Linked DNA regions of Capsicum annuum: region 2 is linked to region 1. A link is a contact called in public Hi-C data. All regions are on one chromosome and are shown on one strand. The core of a region is the stretch at or near the end of the contact, and the rest is flanking DNA. Distances in the headings are between cores, read along the strand shown. Region 1 overlaps LOC107850566 (wall-associated receptor kinase-like 20). Region 2 holds the start of LOC107851275 (XIAP-associated factor 1).

Evidence for each region. Hi-C and Micro-C count contacts between places; a contact is called where the count stands out from the background.
Region 2: a contact with region 1 is called in a Hi-C map of leaf, with 2.3 times the contacts expected there. The contact joins the promoter of LOC107851275 here to the enhancer-like site in region 1. A contact is called at or near these places in 2 of 5 Hi-C or Micro-C datasets (leaf and placenta).

The regions. Positions count from the first base shown.
Region 1 is chr12:207,871,596-207,874,413 of UCD10Xv1.1, reverse strand. LOC107850566 (wall-associated receptor kinase-like 20) reads right to left here. Exons shown (of 3, transcript XM_016695179.2): 2 at 1,415-1,471; 3 at 1-732. Among protein-coding and RNA genes, the nearest start is that of LOC107850565, 8.8 kb to the left of the region's middle. Within about 2 kb of position 1,458, at least 2 of the 5 cell types and tissues checked have an H3K27ac peak or open chromatin away from gene starts, as enhancers often do. A contact at or near this core is called in leaf, where this site is marked.
Region 2 is chr12:207,970,877-207,973,707 of UCD10Xv1.1, reverse strand. LOC107851275 (XIAP-associated factor 1) reads left to right here and starts at 1,367. Exons shown (of 8, transcript XM_047400961.1): 1 at 1,367-2,118. The coding sequence starts at 2,075. It overlaps LOC107851274 (XIAP-associated factor 1), which reads left to right. Exons shown (of 6, transcript XM_016696227.2): 6 at 960-1,358. The coding sequence ends at 1,122.

The sequences.
Region 1 (2,818 bases), core at 209-2,708:
CACTCTTGTCAGTCAATTGGTAGTTCCTGTAATACTCAGGGTCAAGATAACCAAGTGTACCCTGAGCACAAGTGGACACATGACTCAGATCTGTGTGAGCCAACCGTGAAAGACCAAAGTCTGCGACCTTAGCATTCAATTTCTCATCGAGCAAAATGTTACTAGACTTGACATCTCGATGGTAAATGGGAGGAACTGCAGAGAAATGCAAGTAAGCAAGTCCCTCTGCAGTTGCATGGGCAATGCTGAGCCGGCGATCCCATGTTAGAAGTTTGCGTTGCAAATGCAAATGATCACTAAGCGTTCCATTAGGGATATACTCATAAACAAGCAATGGTTGTTCAAGCTCAACACAACAACCTAGAATGCGTACGAGGCTCTTGTGGTTAACCTGACAGAGTATTCTCACCTCATTGAGAACTTGATCAGTGCCTTTAGTATTCCCTAGCTTGGCACACTTAACAGCAACCTCGGTACCATCATCAAGTATACCAAAGTAAACTTCACCATAACCCCCAGCACCAAGAAGGCGGTCCCTAGAGAAATTGTGCGTTGCTTTCTTGATTTCTTTGCCTGTAAACAGCTTCGCAGATCTTACACCACCTGAGCAAAGAATATCTTCCCGTTCACGAGCTAGTCGATCTTGTGCATCCTTAATTCGCTTGTGACGTCTGTACACAAAAATCCCAATTACAGCAGCAATCACTGCCACACCCAAACCTGATGTCAAACCTGCAAATCCAAGAAACATTCAAGTATCTTTTGGCAACTCTTTTAACACCAAAAACAATATTGACCAACAATGTTAATAACTAGATAATTCCAATTATCATAAGCTCCTTGAAATCTCAAAATAGAGTAAGAACCTAAGTTGCTCGGACTCAAGTGTAGATGTCTGATGTGGGTGCGATCTAGAGGTCGGGTTCGATGATCTAAATTTTAAGATTCTAGGATATAGATCCAGATAAGCATACGGGTGCAGTCAAGAGATTCAGCTAAAATGATTAAAATATCTAAAAATAGAGTTAGTCCAAATTACGAGTCATTCTGTTGAAAACCTACAAGTTATTCCAAGGATAAAACATTGATCAAAAGTAAATCTCCTAAGGAGATAAAAGAAAAACGACTATCATAGACATTTCTATACACAAGCTATTCCAATTTATTTAGTTTCACCTCTACTTTTATTTTGATTATAAAAATCATTCTATCTGTCCCAAATTTCTCCGTCCATTTTGGGCAAAGTACCCAAATTTGATTCATCAAATCCAGGTCGTGTCAATATACGTGCAGCACAGAAAGTAAACAGTTCGAGCAACTTAGAAGAAAACATAGTGATATGATCAAATTTACATGAAATTTTTGAAATCGCAAGCAGTTAGACTAAAGATCGTGTGCCCCAGTTATACAATACCTGCTATTAGTGCAGTGTGGTCGCTACCACAACCATCACGATCTTGGCATGTCACATCTGCGTATCAAATAAATAGTCAAAAAAAAAAAAAAAAGGGCCCACCCAAATGCAACCCAGATAAAGAAAAGATGCAGAAATGGAGAATTAGTCCAAATTTCTTTAAAAAGGATCAATACAAAACAAAATATATAGAAGAAAAAAACATTATTTATCACCTTATAATTTCCTCAACCATTTCCCTTTCACTATCCCAATTTAAAAGAAAACACATTCGAACGATTACTATTCTCCCTTCTCAATTTTTGTGACATATTTAATATTTTGAGATTCAAACTGATTGTAAATTCGGACATACAATCCTTCCAATTTTTTTAAAATAAAATTTATATATTTAAAGAATTAATAAAAAATATTATAAATTATTAATTAATAACTAAAATATTTTTTTAAAATATATATATATTACTACTATATATAAGGAGGATCTCTCATTTGGTACTCCTCACAAACATTTTAATGCAATTAAAAAGCTACACATGTTTACTTACTTTTTATATATGTTACATTTGTCCTCATTTGTCATTTTATGATATTTTTATTTGAGACTTTGTAATTTTTTTTGTACTCTTTTTGTTTTTTTTTTTAAATCTCTTCTTATTTTTTTTATTAGATTACTTGTTCTTTTTTACTTATTTCTTATATTAAAAATTAAATACTTTTCTTGCTTATTTATTTTAGTAAATCACGAAAGACTTATAACTTTTTCACATTATTATTATTATCATCAAGTAATTAAGTAAAGTATGAATAGCTAAATTTAAATTTTTAAAACATAATTTATAAGGATAATTTTACATACTTTACCTTTAATATATTAAATTTTTAAGTTAAAGGAACAAGTAAAAACGAATTGAGAGAATATCCTTTTCTCTCTCTTTTTTTTTTTTCATTTTGCTTGATCCTTGTACTAATTTTTTTTTTCTTATTATTTTAGCAAATAAAGAAAAATTTATTATTTTCTTTCAATATTACTCTTATCACTAAGTAATTATACAACATAATACCAACATGAGTTGTGGTGCATTGGATGGGGCTGCTCCACCCTTAACTAAAGGTTGAGGGTTCGACCCTGGGTATGGAGAAAACTATGTCGGGAGCGTTGCCACCTTAATGGATCCTGCAATGCGCGATCCGGCTTAGTCGAGGCTCCAATGCGGACACCGAACACCGGATGGGAAACAAAAAAAAAACTATACAACATAATAGTTGTCAATCATATACTTTCAAATCATAATTATCGATATAAATAAGCAAACTCCTATTTAATAGTTTTTTATTAATAGGAGTACAATCAACAAATGTAAAATAAAATGAAACGGATAGAGTGTATATTTATTTTTTTAC
Region 2 (2,831 bases), core at 118-2,617, 99 kb before region 1:
TTAGGAGAGATATGATTAGAAATGAGGATATTTGAATCAATGTGGGAGTGACTTCGGTGGAGGACAAGATGCCGGAAGCAAGACTGAGATGGTTTCACCATGTGAAGAAGAGATGTACGAATGCCTCAACGCATAGATGTGAGAGGTTGGCAATAGATGGTTTCAGGAGAGGTAGAGGTAGGTTGAAGAAGTGTCAAGGAGTGGTGATTAGACAAGACATGACACAATTTTAGCTAACTGAGAACATGACCTTAGATAGGAGGTTGTGCAGGATATAGATTAGTGTAGTAGATTAGTAGGTAGCAGAGCTTTTAATAGTTAATCCTTCCCTACTACTAGCTATAGTATTATTCTTGTAGTTTCTTGTTCTTGATTTTTTTTAATCTTGTTACTACCTGTTGTTTCATGTATCTTGAGTAGCGTATTAGTTTGTTATAGTTACCATTCGTCATGCTTTCGCATCCGTTACTTTTTTTCTAGATTGCTTTGATTTGTTTTTCCTTGAGCGGGGAGTGTATATCAGAAACAACCTCTCTACCCCTAGCGTAAGGGCAAGGTCTGCGTGCACTCTAGCCTCTCCAAACCCCACTTTGTGGGACAACACCATTGTTGTTGTTGTAACAATTGTTAGCTCACACAATGCCCTACGTTTTTTTTTTTTAAAATAATAGGTGAAAAGGTGTGTGATTTTACCGTCTTTGTGGAAGTTAATGAACTCAAGGTGCTCCCAGATACGTGCATGTGGTTGTTCATATTGCTTACACATGTCTTTCCCTATAAAACTTGCCATCTGAACCATCGTCTGGTATTGTTTCCATCATGTCTCATCCAATAAAGTGAATGCACTTCTAAGCCATGTACTAAACTCTCTGCAACTGTATTGTGCTGCTATATCTTGTGTTGTATGACAAGTTCCCTGGTCTTTACTTTTTTCGTCGTGTTTCTGGTGATCTTTGAAGGAACACTATTCCAGCTGAGAGAGATCTTGGTGCTCCGGCCAGAAGACAGCCACATGACGTTTCCAGGAAGCGGCTTCTATTTACAATTGCAATAACGGGCATTGCTGTTTTGTTTGGCTCACTTATTTTCCAGAGGAAAGCTGAAGAAAGTCCAGTGCACTAGCATCTTTACTTTAATCCATCAACTCTTAGGTTTTGTCTGAGAAGTTAATATAACCATGTCCGCATCCTAGAGTTCAGAATGTAACCATGCAATCAAAGACGAGTTCCGCTAATACATGAACAGATACTGTTGTATGTAATCAATTTGTACCTTTTATTTATCAAAGTTATGTAATTGCCTTGTTGAACACTTCGGCCGAGGCGAAATACATATCGATGGCGATGACTGTCTGTGAATTGAGATGGTTGAAGCATAGTTTGGGGGTGGGTCATAGAGTGTCCGGTAAATGTATATTGTGAGAGTTTAGGGGTATTGTATATTGGTTGGAATTCTTTTTTTCTTATATAATCAACAAAACAAACGTACTGAAATAGATTCACTATGTGCGAGATGAGTTGTGCTTAGTTGTAGTATATCTCGAATTGGAAGTGAGGAGTGCTTATAATCCGAGCAACTCCCTCATGTTACTTATGCGGAGTTGCTAATATCTTTACGAAGAATGCACCAAGTGTTATTAAATATGAATGTAAATAAGCTAATTATATATTTGGTAAATGTATATTGTGACAAATATGGGTAATTGGAATCCTAATAGGTTATGTTTAGGGTTTAGGTTTTTTATGTCTTTTTATACAAATATAATTACATCGTGCAGCTAATGAGAAAAAAATCTTTCAAATATTGTCTAGTCTTTTTGTGTTTCAGGTTCGTTTGATTGTAGCAGAATTTTACGTTGTTTTTTTAATTTAATCAAACACTTCAATTCTGAAGTAGATTTATCTGAAATTTTAATTGGAAATCGACAAATTCAAATAGAGCTGGATGTGTTTATAGTAGATTGAATCGAACCAATTTAATTAGTTACCCTATAATCTTTCTTGTCGATTATTGAATTTTAATTAACCTTTTACTTTGTTATTCTCTTAGAGATTTTTCCTTTTTGAGGGGAATAATGGCTGTAGCTTCTGATCAAACCACAAGTATCTGCAATAACTGGTAAGTTGTCCTAACTTAATTTTTGTTTGATGATAAATTTTATGAGTAGATTATTTTTAAAAAACAATATTATTTGTTATTGAAAATTGATCAATTACAAAAAATCTTACTTTTCGTATGATCATAAATTTTAAGAGTAGATTTCTTTTTTTAAAAAAGTTGAAATATTATTTATTATTGAAAGTTGATCTGTTACAAAAATTAGCTCAGACTAATTTTGGATGAAATTTCTCTTTCATTCATGAAATTTTAAGTATTGTCCAATAAACACAATTTTAAGTTTCAAAAACTATTTTTCAAAACGTACTTCAAATATTCTTCTTTTTTTTTTCAAGTTTCAACTAAATACATGGTCAAATACTAAATTTTCTGTCAATAAAATCTTCAAAACTACTTTTCTTTTCTAACTTAGATTTGACAAAATAAATTATCTTTTATGTTAGATGAACATGGACCCTACAAATAATAAACTAATAAAAAGACCGCATTTTGACCTATCAAACTACTAACCGAATCTCCTATAAGGCTCTGACAACCATAATATATGACTTATGACGAAATTTTTTGGATGATTATTCAACTTTGTATTCGTTAATACATAAAAAATATTTTTATTCATTATTAAAATTAATTTACTTTGCTTCGATTATCGCAAAAAGATCACTTTAGGTAAATAAGCTAAAAATGAATAACAAGCCAACTTTTATGCCTTG